Regions from separate parts of the Mus musculus genome. Here region 2 is linked to region 1. Evidence: chromatin contacts called from public HiChIP or PLAC-seq data. All regions are on one chromosome and are shown on one strand. Each heading gives the region's core, a stretch centred on a gene start, on an enhancer-like site or on the middle of the called end of the contact. The rest is flanking DNA. Distances are from core to core; before and after follow the strand shown.

The links. HiChIP or PLAC-seq counts read pairs in DNA pulled down with a chosen protein or histone mark.
Region 2: a FOXA1 HiChIP or PLAC-seq map of pancreatic cancer cells shows a contact between it and region 1. The contact joins the promoter of Tmc6 here to the enhancer-like site in region 1. A contact is called at or near these places in 5 of 484 Hi-C or Micro-C datasets (the N1E-115 cell line, cerebellum and embryonic stem cells), 2 of 115 datasets of contacts at active chromatin or transcription factors (embryonic stem cells and pancreatic cancer cells) and 1 of 9 other capture datasets (adipose tissue).

The regions. Positions count from the first base shown.
Region 1 is chr11:117,534,507-117,541,089 of GRCm38.p6, forward strand. No RefSeq gene overlaps it. Among named protein-coding and RNA genes, the nearest start is that of Gm11734, 15 kb to the left of the region's middle. Within about 2 kb of position 2,310, at least 109 of the 459 cell types and tissues checked have an H3K27ac peak or open chromatin away from gene starts, as enhancers often do. A contact at or near this core is called in the N1E-115 cell line, adipose tissue and pancreatic cancer cells, where this site is marked.
Region 2 is chr11:117,777,706-117,784,618 of GRCm38.p6, forward strand. It overlaps Tmc6 (transmembrane channel-like gene family 6), which reads right to left and starts at 2,987. Exons shown (of 20, transcript NM_145439.3): 1 at 2,831-2,987; 2 at 1,458-1,586; 3 at 1,228-1,343; 4 at 1,000-1,095; 5 at 539-697. The coding sequence starts at 1,513. It overlaps Tmc8 (transmembrane channel-like gene family 8), which reads left to right and starts at 4,592. Exons shown (of 16, transcript NM_181856.2): 1 at 4,592-4,703; 2 at 5,345-5,565; 3 at 5,690-5,838; 4 at 6,066-6,215; 5 at 6,408-6,490. The coding sequence starts at 5,405. It overlaps Gm11723 (a long non-coding RNA gene), which reads right to left. Exons shown (of 3, transcript XR_003949820.1): 2 at 6,858-6,913; 3 at 4,950-5,768.

The DNA.
Region 1 (6,583 bases), core at 1,060-3,559:
AGACAAGCAGCAAGGGCACCTCCACATCACCTTTTTCAAGATTATTAGTGGCCTTAGCAGGGAGTTGGCAGTGGGCACTCCCCACAACAGATAGGCAGCAGTACCCACTGAGCCTGGTGAGCCTGGGGGTGCTCCCCTCCTCTCCCCTCCTCTCCCCTCCTCTCCCCTCCTCTCCCCTCCTCTCCCCTCCCTCTCCAGCATTTGGATACACAGATTTGTCCCAGGCTACATCTTAGAATTGCCACCAAGGACGGTCTACTCTGGATCCCAGGAGTTTCTTGGTACATACTGGGTGACCTCTGAGCCATGTGCAACAATAACCAAATGTCCCTTCCTGTCTACAAACAGAGTGGAAGCATTGGTTCCACTCTGGCCACATAATGGATTTCTCCAACCCAGCCAGCCTGGATCTATCTCACAAACACTTGAAAGTGAGAGGGACTCCAGGCTGAGATGGATGCAGAGGGTTGAGGATCACTGCTTCCGGTCGGTCGGTCGCTGCCACTCCCAGGCACTGAATGTCTCTGTCTGTTCCTGCTTGGCAGGCTCTGTGCTGGGTGCTTTGACACATGGGCACACTGCCCACTGCAGATACCTCCGTGAGGGATACGAGGCAGCCCGGGCTGTCTTCAGGCATTGTGCCCAGTGTGGAGGCTTAGGAAGGCGTTTTCAGATGGAGGCAGGAACTGGGCCGACACCCTGTGCTTGGAAGAGGTGGGAAGTGGGTGCCACTGTGTTAAAGGGTTTTAAAGCTAAGCACATGGAACAGGGGAGGACATGCCAGACCTGTGTGGCTCCGAGGTGGGTGGAGGGTGGGAGGGCTCACTGTGGCTGGTGCTTGGTAAAGTTCGAGACAGGCTGGAGAGATGGGGTTAAGGAAGGCAGGAGGCACCCTGGCCACCACACTCTGCTTGTTCTCCATAAGCAGTGGGAGCTACAGGACTCTGAATAGGGAATGAGCCACACTTAACTTCTCTACAAATTGATCTGGCAGACAGAGAGACAGGGTGTAAAATGGCTAACACCAAAGGGACAGTTGGCAGCCTGAACTAGGAGGACACTGAAAGAGTGTGTGAGATGTGCTCATTGACACATCAGACATGGGGATCTGGGAAGAGCCAGCACTCTGTCCTCCACGTGGTAGCTTCAATAGCCACAGCTGGGTCTCTGTGGATCCTGGAGACAGAGCTTCTGTCAATGAGATTAACACATCTCTGGACCAGGGCAGCCCTTCAGTATCCAAGTTCCCACTGACCTCTAGCTGGCTGTCAGGACAGCCCAGGGCAGCAAAGGGAAGCCACTGCTGACTGAGACGGCAGGTCAACCCCAGCTAACTGGCTAAATAAAGCCAGAGTGGTAATAATGATTAAATTGAAGCACCTCATTAATTTCACGGGAGAGGTGGGCAAACACAAGGTGACACGTTCCCCCCAAGACTCATTGTTTGCCTGGCCCCAAGACGTCCCCACGTGATGTCTGGTTAAGTCTAATTTAAGTACGTATATTTAATGGCTCAGTAAGTAAAATTGTGGTTATTGTTTGGAGTGGTTTGTACAATAATTTATGGGCTTGGCTGGCTCATTGATGGGTGTCTATGATGAAGTGGGTGGCAGCTGTGAAGAGGGCTTCTGAGCAGCTTGGGGAAGGAGGGAAGACTGATTCAACCCCAGTGTGCAGACCAGCGAGAGAAGACTGCCCCCAACCTGGAGACACCAGGGCCTCGTGTGTGGCCTTGGACATCCCAGAAGACCCAGAGGGTCTTAGCTCTCAATAACCACAACCTGTCCTGAGTGAGCCAGGGGAGCCAGAGTGCTGGCCTACTATGTGTGAGACCCTGGGCTCAATCCCCAGCATCCTGGTAGCTCATCCCTATAATCCCAGAACCCAGGAGGGGCAAATAGAAGGATCAGAAGTTCTAAGTCCTCTTTGGTTACAGAGTAAATTTTAGGTTAGAGACCCTGCATCATAAAGAAGGAAGTGGGGAGGAAGAGGGCCAGGGGAAGGAAGGGGGAAGGAAGGGGGAGGGGAGGGGAAGAGGAGGGGGCAAGGAGAGGGAAAGAAGGAGGGAGAGGGGACAAAGAGAGGGGAGAGGAAGGGGAGGGACCAGGGAGAGGGAAAGGGGGAAGGAGCGGAGAGGGGAGGGGGAGGGGACAGGGAGGGAGGAAGGGGAAGAGGGGAGGAGGAGGAGGAGGAGCCTCTGGGATGGAGCATCATAAGCAGGCACAATTCCAGGTACTTTCCATGCACTTGTGCCTGTAGCCAGCATGATTCATCCCCACCAGCTCTGACCAGCTCTGCACTCTGCCTTGCCCTTCCAGCAGTTTCCTAGTCTCCAGCACAATCCCTGCCCTGAACACTTTTCCTGAGAGAGTCTGAGAGAGCACGGCCAACCAGTTCTGATCCAGGACCCTGGATCAGAGGTGGGCCCTGGGGTCTGTGGAGGAGGATGACGGATATCTAGTTCATCCACCTCACAAGGATGAGGCTGAAAGTGGGGTAGAAAGAGAAGCATTGTTGGCTGCCCTTGGGCTAATGCTGTCTTGGCCAATAGTGATCTGAGTCCTGGGGCTTCCTGCAGACCAAAAGAGGTGGAGTCTGATGCTGATGGGGTGGAGTCTGATGCTGATGGGGTGGAGTCTGATGCTGATGGGGTGGAGTCTGATGCTGATGGGGTGGAGTCTGATGCTGATGGGGTGATCCCTTCCAGCCTCCATGTCTAGAAGGAGCTGCTAAGGACCCCACTGAGCCCCTCCTCGGTCTGAGTCTGGCTCAGTAATACACCATTTCCATCCCTACCCTTCTCCCCACCCCTCCCCTTCCAGTGATTGTCCCTAAGAGGGTAGCTCTAAATAAGCGTGGCTACCTCTCCATTATCCACGGTGGAAGAAGCACTTTGTAGATAATCTAAAGCTATTTCCCGCTTCCAGACCAGCATTGCTGTGCCCACAAAATCCTCCCTGCTCCCCCATCCAAACGGGGACACCCGAAGGAGATGCCGGCTTGTCTGCAACTTGGCCTCAGAAAAAAATGCATTTTGCATAGCTAAGCTCAATCAGGATTCTCTGCAAAGGCCTGTGGCTGACAGTAGATGGGGCTTGGAGCGCCAATGCATCCCCTATGCCCAAAGACTGCCTAAATCACCGTTTCAATGTTGTCTCCTGTGTCTCTGTCAAGCAATCCTGCCCCTGAGAGCTCCCCCAGAGCTCTTCATTCAAAGGATAGAGGGGATATACACACACACACACACACACACACACACAGGTCCTTCTGCTAGCCACCCCTTTTTCCTGTCTCTGTCCAGTGCCGCATGACTGGCAGCATCCTCTTGGCAGCACCCTGGATCAAAACCTAGGCAAAAGTCTCGATGCCCGTGGTGGTGCATATCTATAATCCTAGAGGTAAGGTAGGAGAATCGGAAGTTCAAGGCCATCCTCAGCTACGTGATGAGGCTAGCCTGGGCTGAAGGAGACCTTGTTTCCAAACAGAAATACAACTAATAAAAGGTAAAGGGTTAAAGATCAACTTTGAAAGGGCCACTCTTGCCACAGCCTTCTGAGCCAGAACCGAGGCTGACAAGGACTGGTATGGGCGAGGGAAGAGGATTCAAGAGAGTGCTGCAGGTGGGAATGTGAGACACAGCAGCTGAGCAAAGATAGAATAGAAAAGGATGGGGCTGGAGAGATGGCTCCACAGGTAAAGGAGCTTGCGGCCAAGCCTGTGGACCTGAGTTCAAGCCCCAGGATCTATGTGGTAGGAAGAGAGAACCAACCAACTCCTAAAATGTGTGTCTGTCTTATCTCCATGGTACATGTGCTCGCTCTCTCTCTCTCATAAACACACACACACACACACACACACATGTATATGCATGCTCACAAGAAAGTAAATAAACATGAGAACTGAAAATTTAAAAAAGCAGGGAACTCTATGTCACGTATGTTTTAGCACAATTAAAAAGTATAGCTCCCACCCCGGCCCTAGAAGAGAGAATCAACATTGGGATTATAAATGTTTACCGCCATAATTCAAGAAGGCCAGTGAAGACACATGTGAATAGTCGGACTCTTTTTCAGGCCCTCTATGGAGCCCTGGTTGGGGGAAGCCAAACTGCTACTAATAAAATAATAATATTAAACAGCTGTGGGAATAAGATCATCTCTCAGGCTCACACGTGGATAACCGAGAGTTAACTCTTAATAAAATAATAAAACGTAGGAGCTGTGGGAATACAGAGTCCCTCCGAAGACAACTGCCAGAGACCATATCCATAAAGTAATCACTCCCTTTTTTATTCCCTCATTTTACTGAACAAGACATAACTGTAGCCAGGCTGTTCCTGAATTTCTAGGGGGAAGGTAACTGTCAATCAAGATGAAGCATGTGACCATTTGTGGGTGTCCCAGCCTGACAAGCGGGTCCATATGGTCTGTGAGTGAGAGTGGGGAGGGGCAATTCACCACTGTCACTAGCCGGGCATCCATCCCGGCTGAGACCGTGAGGACCAGACTTCCACAGACAGAGCCCCTGGGTCACCCTCTCCTCCAATTCTAGACATTCAATGCACTGGGGATCCTGGAAGGGTCCTATGGCTGGAGAAAGCCCTGAGAGATGGTCACAGCAGGTGACCAGAGCCCAGGAAGGGAACTGAGTTCTGTCAGTTCTTGCATATTCTTAAAGCCACTACAACCATAAACCTCCCATCTATACAAGGATGCTTAGGCCAATGCCAAAGTGGGTGTTAAGCTGCCTTCTGCTTATATTGTATGTACATAGCTGTTTTATGTGTACATGTGCCTATGTACCATGTGTGTGCCTGTTGCTCTCAGAGACTAGGAAAGGCTATTGGATCCCCTAGAACTGTAGTTACAGATGGCGTGAGTCAAGACCACTGAACTCTCCAGTCTCCGCCTTTTTTTTTTTTAAGTAGCCCAGGCTGTCCTCAACCTCTTATGTAGCTGAAGATGACCTCTGACTGATGATCCATCCTCCTGCTTTGACCTCCTCTGAGTGCTGGGCTTTGTGGGGGTGACACAATCATCCTTCCAACTGAGTCACATGTTTATCTCTGAGGGTCTTCTGGAAACAGGAGATAAGAGATGCCCTTGAAGCCGGGCGTGGTGGTGCATGCCTTTAATCCCATCACTCGGGAGGCAGAGGCAGGTGGATCTCTGAGTTCAAGGCCAGCCTGGTCTACAAAGTGAATTCCAGGACAGCCAGGGCTATACAGAGAAACTCTGTCTTGAAAAAACCAAAAAAAAAAAAAAAACCAAAAAAAAAAAAAAAGAGATGCCCTTGAGCTGCGACCTAGATAGGGCTTGAGGGCTCTCTAACCCACCTTGTACCAGAAGGGCAGCATCTGTGGATTCTTTTAACTGCTGCCTCTGAAACCAAGGCAGCTTCGTAGGCAGCACCCAATCCCCCACCCAACGCAAACACCATCCACAAGCAGGAAACTGGAGGTCCTTGTAGCCCAGGAAACTATCAGGCCCTTGTAGCCCAGCCGCAGAAGACCCTGGAATTAGAAAGTCCTTAGTGGGCCGGCAACATGGATAAAAGGCACTTGCAGCCAAGCCTGACAACCTGAGTCTCATCTGTGTGACCCACGTAGTGGGAGGAGAAAATCGACTCCCGAAAATTGTCTTTGACCTCCACATGTGACCAGGTATCTGTGTCATCACATACATACATACATTCATACATACATACATACAAACAATAAATCAATTGAATTGTACTCAAGTTTTAAAAGGTAAAAATCCTTGAAGCAGTCTGCCCTTCCTGTTTCGCACCCGGGTCTCCCTCAAGGGAACCCACCCTGGTGCCTGGTGCTGATCCCTCCCCTCCCCAGTCAGCACGCAGCAGCTCTGCCTCCTCCTCTTTTGGAGCCGGGCAGCTGCAGACAGATGCACATGCATGGACACACATGCACATGCATGGACACACATGTACAGGGGTGCTGTTTTAAATAATCTCCCTCTGGGTGGTCTGCCAAGCACACAGTGTGGGTCACCAACTGTGGACAGCGGCCTCTCTGCCTCACACTCCCTCCCCCTTGTCCATTGAGTTGATGCCATTCATCCCTTCAGGGAATCTGGAGCCTGGGGTGCTTGAGAAATTTCTGAGGATAACAAGAGAGGAGGGAGTGAAAACCCAACACACTCATGCATACACGTACCCAATCTCTCTCTCTCTCTCTCTCTCTCTCTCTCTGTCTCACACACACACACACACACACACACACACACACACGAACACAGACATGCTCACACATGCTCATGCCTACCCTTCTCTCAGAGAGCCCTCTCCCTGCACCTGCATCTCACTTCCTTCAGAACTGATGGCTTCGCCCTCTTCCACGGCCGTGTCTGAAGCCCTCCTTTGTTTCTTCCTCCCTGTGTCCTGAGGATGTCCCTTCTGCTTTATTGTCAATACTCCTCTGAAGCATCTTCCTCACCACTTTGGAGGGTGACCTGACCCCTCTTTGTGGCAGTAGATCCATTAGTAGAAAGGAGAGAAAGGGACGGGTGGGCACAGAGGGCAAGGGAGTGGGCACCAGAATCTGGAGAGTTGGTATCTATTCCTC
Region 2 (6,913 bases), core at 1,737-4,236, 240 kb after region 1:
ACTCAGCTCCCATTGTCAGTAGCCGCGCGCGGGCTTGCCTCTGTCCCCCAAGCCTCTCCACGTTGGCTCTGAACGAAACCAGGTTTGTTCCAGCCTGTGGGCCTTGGCACCTGCCTCCTCCACTCCAGTTAACTCCTCCAGGAAGCCTCCCAGGAGCCCCGGGCTGGGCTGCTCCCAGCTCGCCCTCCTGGAGTCCTCTCCAGTTGCGCTTGTGTCTGAGCTTCAGGCTCCTGCTCACCCGTTTATTCAGCTCCTATTTGTCTCACCCAGCAAGAAGTAAGCTAAGAGCTATTACTGGAGCTACTGACCACCACTGCCTGCTGGAAGGCTCCCCTGCACTCAGTGATAGATTTGGTGGTAATGGTGAGTGGGGTTTAAATACCAGCCCTGGAAAAGACCTCGGCCGCTAGTCTGGTATGCAAAAAGCAGCCCTTGGGGCCACTAGTCTGGTATGCCCTTGGCAGCAGTAGAAAGAGACTTGCTGACCCTGTTGTGTTCTAGCTCCTGCCCAGCCAGCTGGCTGGGTTACTCAACTCACCATCCTCCTCCAAGATTGTGGAGTCCAGCTCCAGGTCATACAGGCGAAGGCTGGGCCGGGCAGAGGGCACCACATTGCCCAGCAAGGGCCGGCTGCTCCTGCGCCGAAGCCTCACTGTGCGGTTGTAGTATTGGGAGATGATGGCCCCACGGCTGCGACCTTGGAAATCCGGTGGCAGGGTATTAGAGAGGAGGAAGGGGACTAGCCTCATGCCCTTCTGAAAAGTTCTCAGCACCAGGACTGAGGGAAAACCCTTTACCAGAAACCCAAGAGCCTATCCTATCTTCCCTCCCTCCCCCAGCTGTAGCAAGTGGTCATGTTTAGAGTCCAATAATGACCCAGGACTATGCTGAGCTTCAGGCTCCAGCAACAGGAAAGCTGGGAGCCCAGAAGAACTGACTCTGGGTTCACAGACCCCAGCTGGGGTGAAGGCCAGCACAAGGACAAAGGACCCGGCTCACCAATGGTACGGCTGGGCATGCTGGCCAGGATGCGGAGAGTGGCCGAGCTAAGGGCAGGAGCACCTTCAAGTCCTGGGAGGGTCTGGTCACCTCTGCCTAGGGATGAAAAGACGCTGTGGTTCAGCTGTTCTACCTAGCCCACCCCACCCAATCCACTCTTGTAACAAACGACAGCAGATATTCCCAGGTCCTCCACCACACCTGGTCAGAGGGCAGGCCTGGGCTTACCTAGACCCAAGGGCAGTAGCTCCAGCCCCTCCTCCGCCACCCGAAGGCTTTGCTCTTGAATGAGCTGGTGGAAGGAGTCATGGACTTCACTTTCTTCATAGGGGCTGGGCTCCAGGCTACGAGGGAGGAGTGAGTGTGGGAATCCAAACTCAGGCCCGCCCACTTGCAGAATGATTTGCACCAAGGGGTAACACAAATACATTGCAGGCCACCGGCACCAGGGCACTTACCCTTCGTCTCCCGTGGTCTCCGGGACATCGAGGGCTAAAGCCAGTGACTGAGCCATGGCTGTGCTATACCCTGCAGACCTAGGGGAGCTCAGAGACTGGACGCAGCCTGTGGAACCCCATACAGCCCATCTGTTGAGACAAAACCAGCTTTCAATGCTTGGGGGCCATACTTTAGGCACAGACACACATTACAGGAATCCCCACCCTGTACCCCATCCACAGCTAAATTCACAGTTAAAACAAGTGGGCCCAAACATTCCCACCATGACCGGCTGTGGGGGAGTGACGAAAACAGGAAGGAAGGGTGAGGCCGCGGCTCCTCCATTGGTTTCCTAGATGTTGCTAGTACTGGGGGAAAAAGGAGAGGCCTGTAAACACTACCCGTTTCTGGTCTGTTCCCAGGCGAGGGCCCTAGAGCTTCATCATTTTTAGAGCAGCGGCTGAAAGGCTCCGAGGACTTCCCTGTGCCCGCCCTATGACCCCAATGTGCTTTCACCAGCAGGAAGTGCGACCAGGCAGCCGCAAAGTCCTGCCCCCAGCACCGGAGGCAGCGTCCACACACTGGACTCCTCGCGTCCTCCGGAGGCTGACTCCCTACATTCCCAACTCAGCTGAAGGCTGGAGAGAGAAGCTGAGCTGACACAAGCACCCTTTGTCCAGCTCTGTCACCGGGCACAGTTACAACCAGATCGTTGTTAGGGGCTTATTGTTCTCCTGGCCCAGGGCCCTGAGGGAAAGCGCGACGGAAAGAGCAGTCAATCACTTGACTCCTGCAAGATCGCCCTCCAGAAGGCAAGCCCCCGCCCCGCCATGTCCGCCGGTCCTCCCTGCCTTCGCCTAGGGAAGTTTTCTGGAGCTCCCCCGACGGCCAAGAGCCCCACGCAACCCGGACTGGCACCCGGCACGCCCCCGCCTGCGCTGCAGTGGAGCACTGCAGGGAGAGGCCAGGCTGGAGCCGGCGGGAGGTGGCACCGCCCGGGTGGAAAGCAGCCAGGAGAGGTGGTGCCCTTTTAGTTCCAGGGTCCTTTCCCTGGCCACAGTACTTCTCAGGCTCAAGGCCCCGGGCGGGCCCACACCTCTTCTCCTCAGTAGTCTGGGTGCTCCGGAGGCTACGGGCCGGGGCTCCGGATCTGCCTGGGTTCCTGATCTTCAGGTCCTCCTGGGACCAGCCAGGTGTGCGCTGTTCCGGGGCGCACCATCCTGCACCCTGAGCCAGATGGGGAGAGGCCGGGAGCGGCAGTTTCCAGAAACCCGCACCCAAGCTGTCAACTACCTGGCGATAGCAACCGCCCCTACACCGCAGTTGCGCCCCAGCACCAGGGTCCCAGCGCCCCTCTGGGTAGAGGAGCCCCATTCTCCCCAGATTGGCTCACCTGTGCGCGCACCCGCCGCGGGGAACCGAGGTCTCAGCCCCACCAGCAGGAGAATCAGCACACAGTAATTAAGGGTACATAGTTTTGATGGTTTCCAGACTGGCAGCTGGAGGTAGCCTCACCGCCCGCCCACGTGGCACCGGGCCCCAAAGGTCACGTGACTCGTTCCTGCCTACCGGTAGGACCCGCCCATCCAAAACAGTGCCCTGTGCAAGCCAGCCTCAGACTCCACCCCAGCACTCCACCCTCAAGTCTGAGTAAAGTAGGCGTGTCCCACCCACTATTTGGATGTATACAACCCCTAGGTGGAGTCACTAATATTCCTCTTGAGTTTCTAAAGAGGGACGGCATTTCCACGTCCCGGGGTCACTTACCAGTCCCTAGCCTTCCCACGCGGGATTGAGTAATCGCCTCCTCCCAGCCTGGTTAACTGTTCTTTATCAGAGGCTGAGCAAACGAGTTACTGCCCGCTCCGCCCTGGGCGTGGTGTCTGTTTCTAAAGCTAGGGTTAAACTGCTTCCTGCTGTGCCAAGACAGTCAAAGACCTTTCTATTTCACAGATGAGGAAATTGAACCCGAGAAAGTGTCACCAGCCTCCAGGTGTCACCAGCTGGAGCAAGGAACCTGGCCACCAAGATGCTCCATAGAACCGCTTCCCCCAAGTTACAGACAGGGTGACCGGTGACCGTGAGAAGTAGAAGGGAAAAACAAGTCCCCTCCTACACACGAAGGTTAACAGACCCCAGGAAACGTGTGGGATACCGGAAGGAGATGAAGCCTGAGGGGGGAGGGCGACGCTTCTTCGCAGCTGTCTCTCCGTGCCTGGGTGGGTTTACCAAGCGGCGCCTTGGCACCGGAAGTCTTGGTCTGCAGACCCAGCCCTCCTCAGCCCCTAGTTGACTCCTTGCTCTTACTCTGAATTTTGCACGACTTTGGCCCAATTTGAAAGCCATTTCCTGGGGCGCCTTCCTGTGTGAACTTGTTGGGAGTACAGAGCCTGTGGGCAGGGACACAGGCGGAGACTCAGAATCCAGAGCTGAGACAACAAGGTTTTAAAAGAGGTGAACAGGGAGGAAAGGCTAGGGCTCCCAGAACTGGGAACTGGCCAAGATGACTCCTAAAGGTCTAGTCAGTGGATGACGAGTGACGTGCTTGAAGAAGCTGCTTCCTCAGCTCTTAGGTTGGGCTTGGTGCCAGAGCCTGGCCAGGGCATAGCAACAGGGAGGGCAGTGCCTGCCCTTAAGGCGGTCAGTTCAAAAATAACCTGCCAGCCAGTCATAGTGACACAGGCCTTTCTTTAATCCCAGCCTTGGGCAAGTGTCTCTGTGAGTTCAAGGCCAGCCTGCTCTACATGATGAATTCCAAGACAATCAGAGTTACACAGTGAGACCCTGTCTTGAAATAGAACAAAAAGCAAAGAACAAAGCGCCAGGGATCCGGAGAGGCAGCAGCTCCAGTGCTGAGACCATCCACCCATCACTAGCCTGCTCTCTGGGGCGACTGCGGACCGCAGATAAGGGTCCCCGCACCAGGACACGCCTAAGGGCTGGCGGCCAGGAAGGGGGCTTGCAGGAGTGGGAGCACAGAAAAGCAGGTCGGCCTGGTGCCACCCGCGCCTCTCACCTGTGCCCGTGACCCTCCAGGTCGGGAAGTGCACGCAGAGGCAGAGGAAACTGTGAGGAAGGAAGGCGGGAGTGGGTGGAGGGGAGGAGACGCGGTGGGCCCCCACCCCCGGGGTTCCTGTCACGTGACCCCCACCCCACTCCCTCACCACCCTGCCTGGTGTGTCAAGAGCTGGTCTTAGGAGGGGGCTCTTCGGGGAGCTTGGTCCCTTGCCTCTTTGTGAGCTGCTTGCCTTGTGACAATAAGGACGGTGAGAGGGGGAAGAAGGCCAGGGCTATTGCTTCCTTCCGGATGGTTTGGGGGGGGGGGTGTCTTTTCTTTTCTCATGATTGGGGATGTAGCCACGCCTTCTATTCTGGGTCCCTTGAGAAGACCAGAGCAGACCCAGCCTGGACAAAACACACAGAATGGGGCGGGCAGTGACGGTGCTCGCCTTTAATCCCAGCACTTGGGAGTCAGAGACAAGCAGATTTCTGAGTTCAAGGCCAGCCTGGTCTACAGAGTGAATTCTAGGACAGCCAGGGCTACACAGAGAAACCCTGTCTCAAAAAAACAAAACAAACACACACAGAGAGAACGGAGCCCTAGTACATCCAGAGCTGGGGTGTTGCAGGAAGCTAAATTCTAGGAGCTGTCGGGGGTTCGGGACAGGAGTGACCTCCCAAAAGCCAATCAGCACATGGGAAAAGATTGTGTTTTTCTAAAGCGTAAGGTAAGGTTTAGGACAGACAGCCTTTGCCCGCGGCTTCTCTCTCCTCATATCCTGGAGGCCTTTCACCGTGCTTGGCAGTTGAAGACTAAGGCCTTGGTCAGTGGGTCTGTTTGAGAGGTGGAGTGGGGCAGCCCCGGCTTCGACCACAGCAGGCTTCTTTTCACTGTGGACACTGGCAGGGCCAAGGTGGAGCTCCTGCGAGCAAGGATCTTGCCTGTCTGTCCCGCGCGCCCACTGGGATGTTTCGCCAGTGGTCGGTGCAGTCAGGACCAGCCCCACGAAGGCCTGAATCCCAGGCGGCCTCGGAGGAGCTGTGGGAGCAAGAAGTGGAGCGGCTATGCGCCTCCCGGACGCCTGTGCGGATGCTGCCTTACGCCATGGCAGACAAGCGCTTCATCCGGTGGGTGCCGCTCGGCTACTCTGGACGAGCTGCGCAGGGGTGGGGTGGGGGTGGGGGGCCTCCGGAGGATGCATCTGTCAGATGGATTACTCAAGGGCGCCCCCCTGTCACCACGGTCCTGCAGGGAACTGCGGGAGCCCGAGGGAGTGAAGACCACCTTCTGGCAGCGGTGGCATCGCCCGAGGCGGGTGGCGCGACAACACCTGAGGGAGGCAGAGCAACGGCTGGCCCGCGGCTTCGGTCTCTGGGAGGGAGCTCTCTACGAGATTGGGGGTAGGATCCCATGCCGACCCATATTTCCCACCTTCCTCATCAGCCCCTCCATCCTTGTACACCCCTCGGATTCCTCCTGTGCACACCTAGCTGGGTTACATACAGATCTCTGGAGGGCTGTGGGGGCGCGCGGAGCCCTAATTTTGCCCTGGGCTGGTCCATATTGCCACACATCACACAGCCCTGGGATTCTCAACGTGGCTGACTCTCCCTGTTTTCTCTCGTAGGCCTCTTCGGAACCGGGATCCAGTCCTACTTCACTTTCCTTCGCTTCCTGCTGCTGCTCAACCTGCTGACCATGCTGCTGACTGCCTGCTTTGTGCTGCTGCCCCTGGTCTGGCTCCGCCCCCCTGAGCTAGGCCCTGCCCTGAAACTGAGTGAGTGCTGGCCCTGCCTGGGCAAGCTGCATGGGCTAGCTTTGGACTCTCCTCCATAGGACCTTCTGCCCGGATGCCACCCAGCACAAACTCAGACATCCTCGGTATAGGGTCGAGACAGTGGAGTTGGGAGATAGAGTGTCACATATTTGGGGGACCCTGTCCTGATGCCATTCTCTTCCCACTTAGCAGGACTCCAGTGCTCCAGCAGCCCCCTGCCTCAGAGTGACATTCCAAGGTTTCACAACCCACTTTGGAATATTTTAACGGGCAGAGTAAGTGGGGTATCTTCTGGCAATGTTCTGGGACATCTGGGAGACTCCAGCCTGAAAGGACCCCTGCTCCCTCAAGAGAGATTTTTGGCTTTTAAGGGAGACTTTTCCCTAAGCCAGCCAGGCCAGATATAGGGACATGTCCCCATGACCCACAGAATCCAGCTTGGAGCAAGAGACAAATGGAGGAAGATGTCCAGGCCTGTTAGATAAGCACCTCCCACCAGGTGTGGTGACACACGACTTTAATCCCAGGATTTAGGAAGCAGAGGCAGGCAGGTCTCTGGGTTTAAGTTCAGCCTCATCTAGAGAGAGTTCTAGAACAGCCAAGGCTTCCTAGAGAAACCCTGTCTGGGGGCTGGGGGAGTACCTCCCAATTCCTGGAGGCCGCTGAGCCAGTAGCCTGAGTCCTGGGTCCAAATCCCT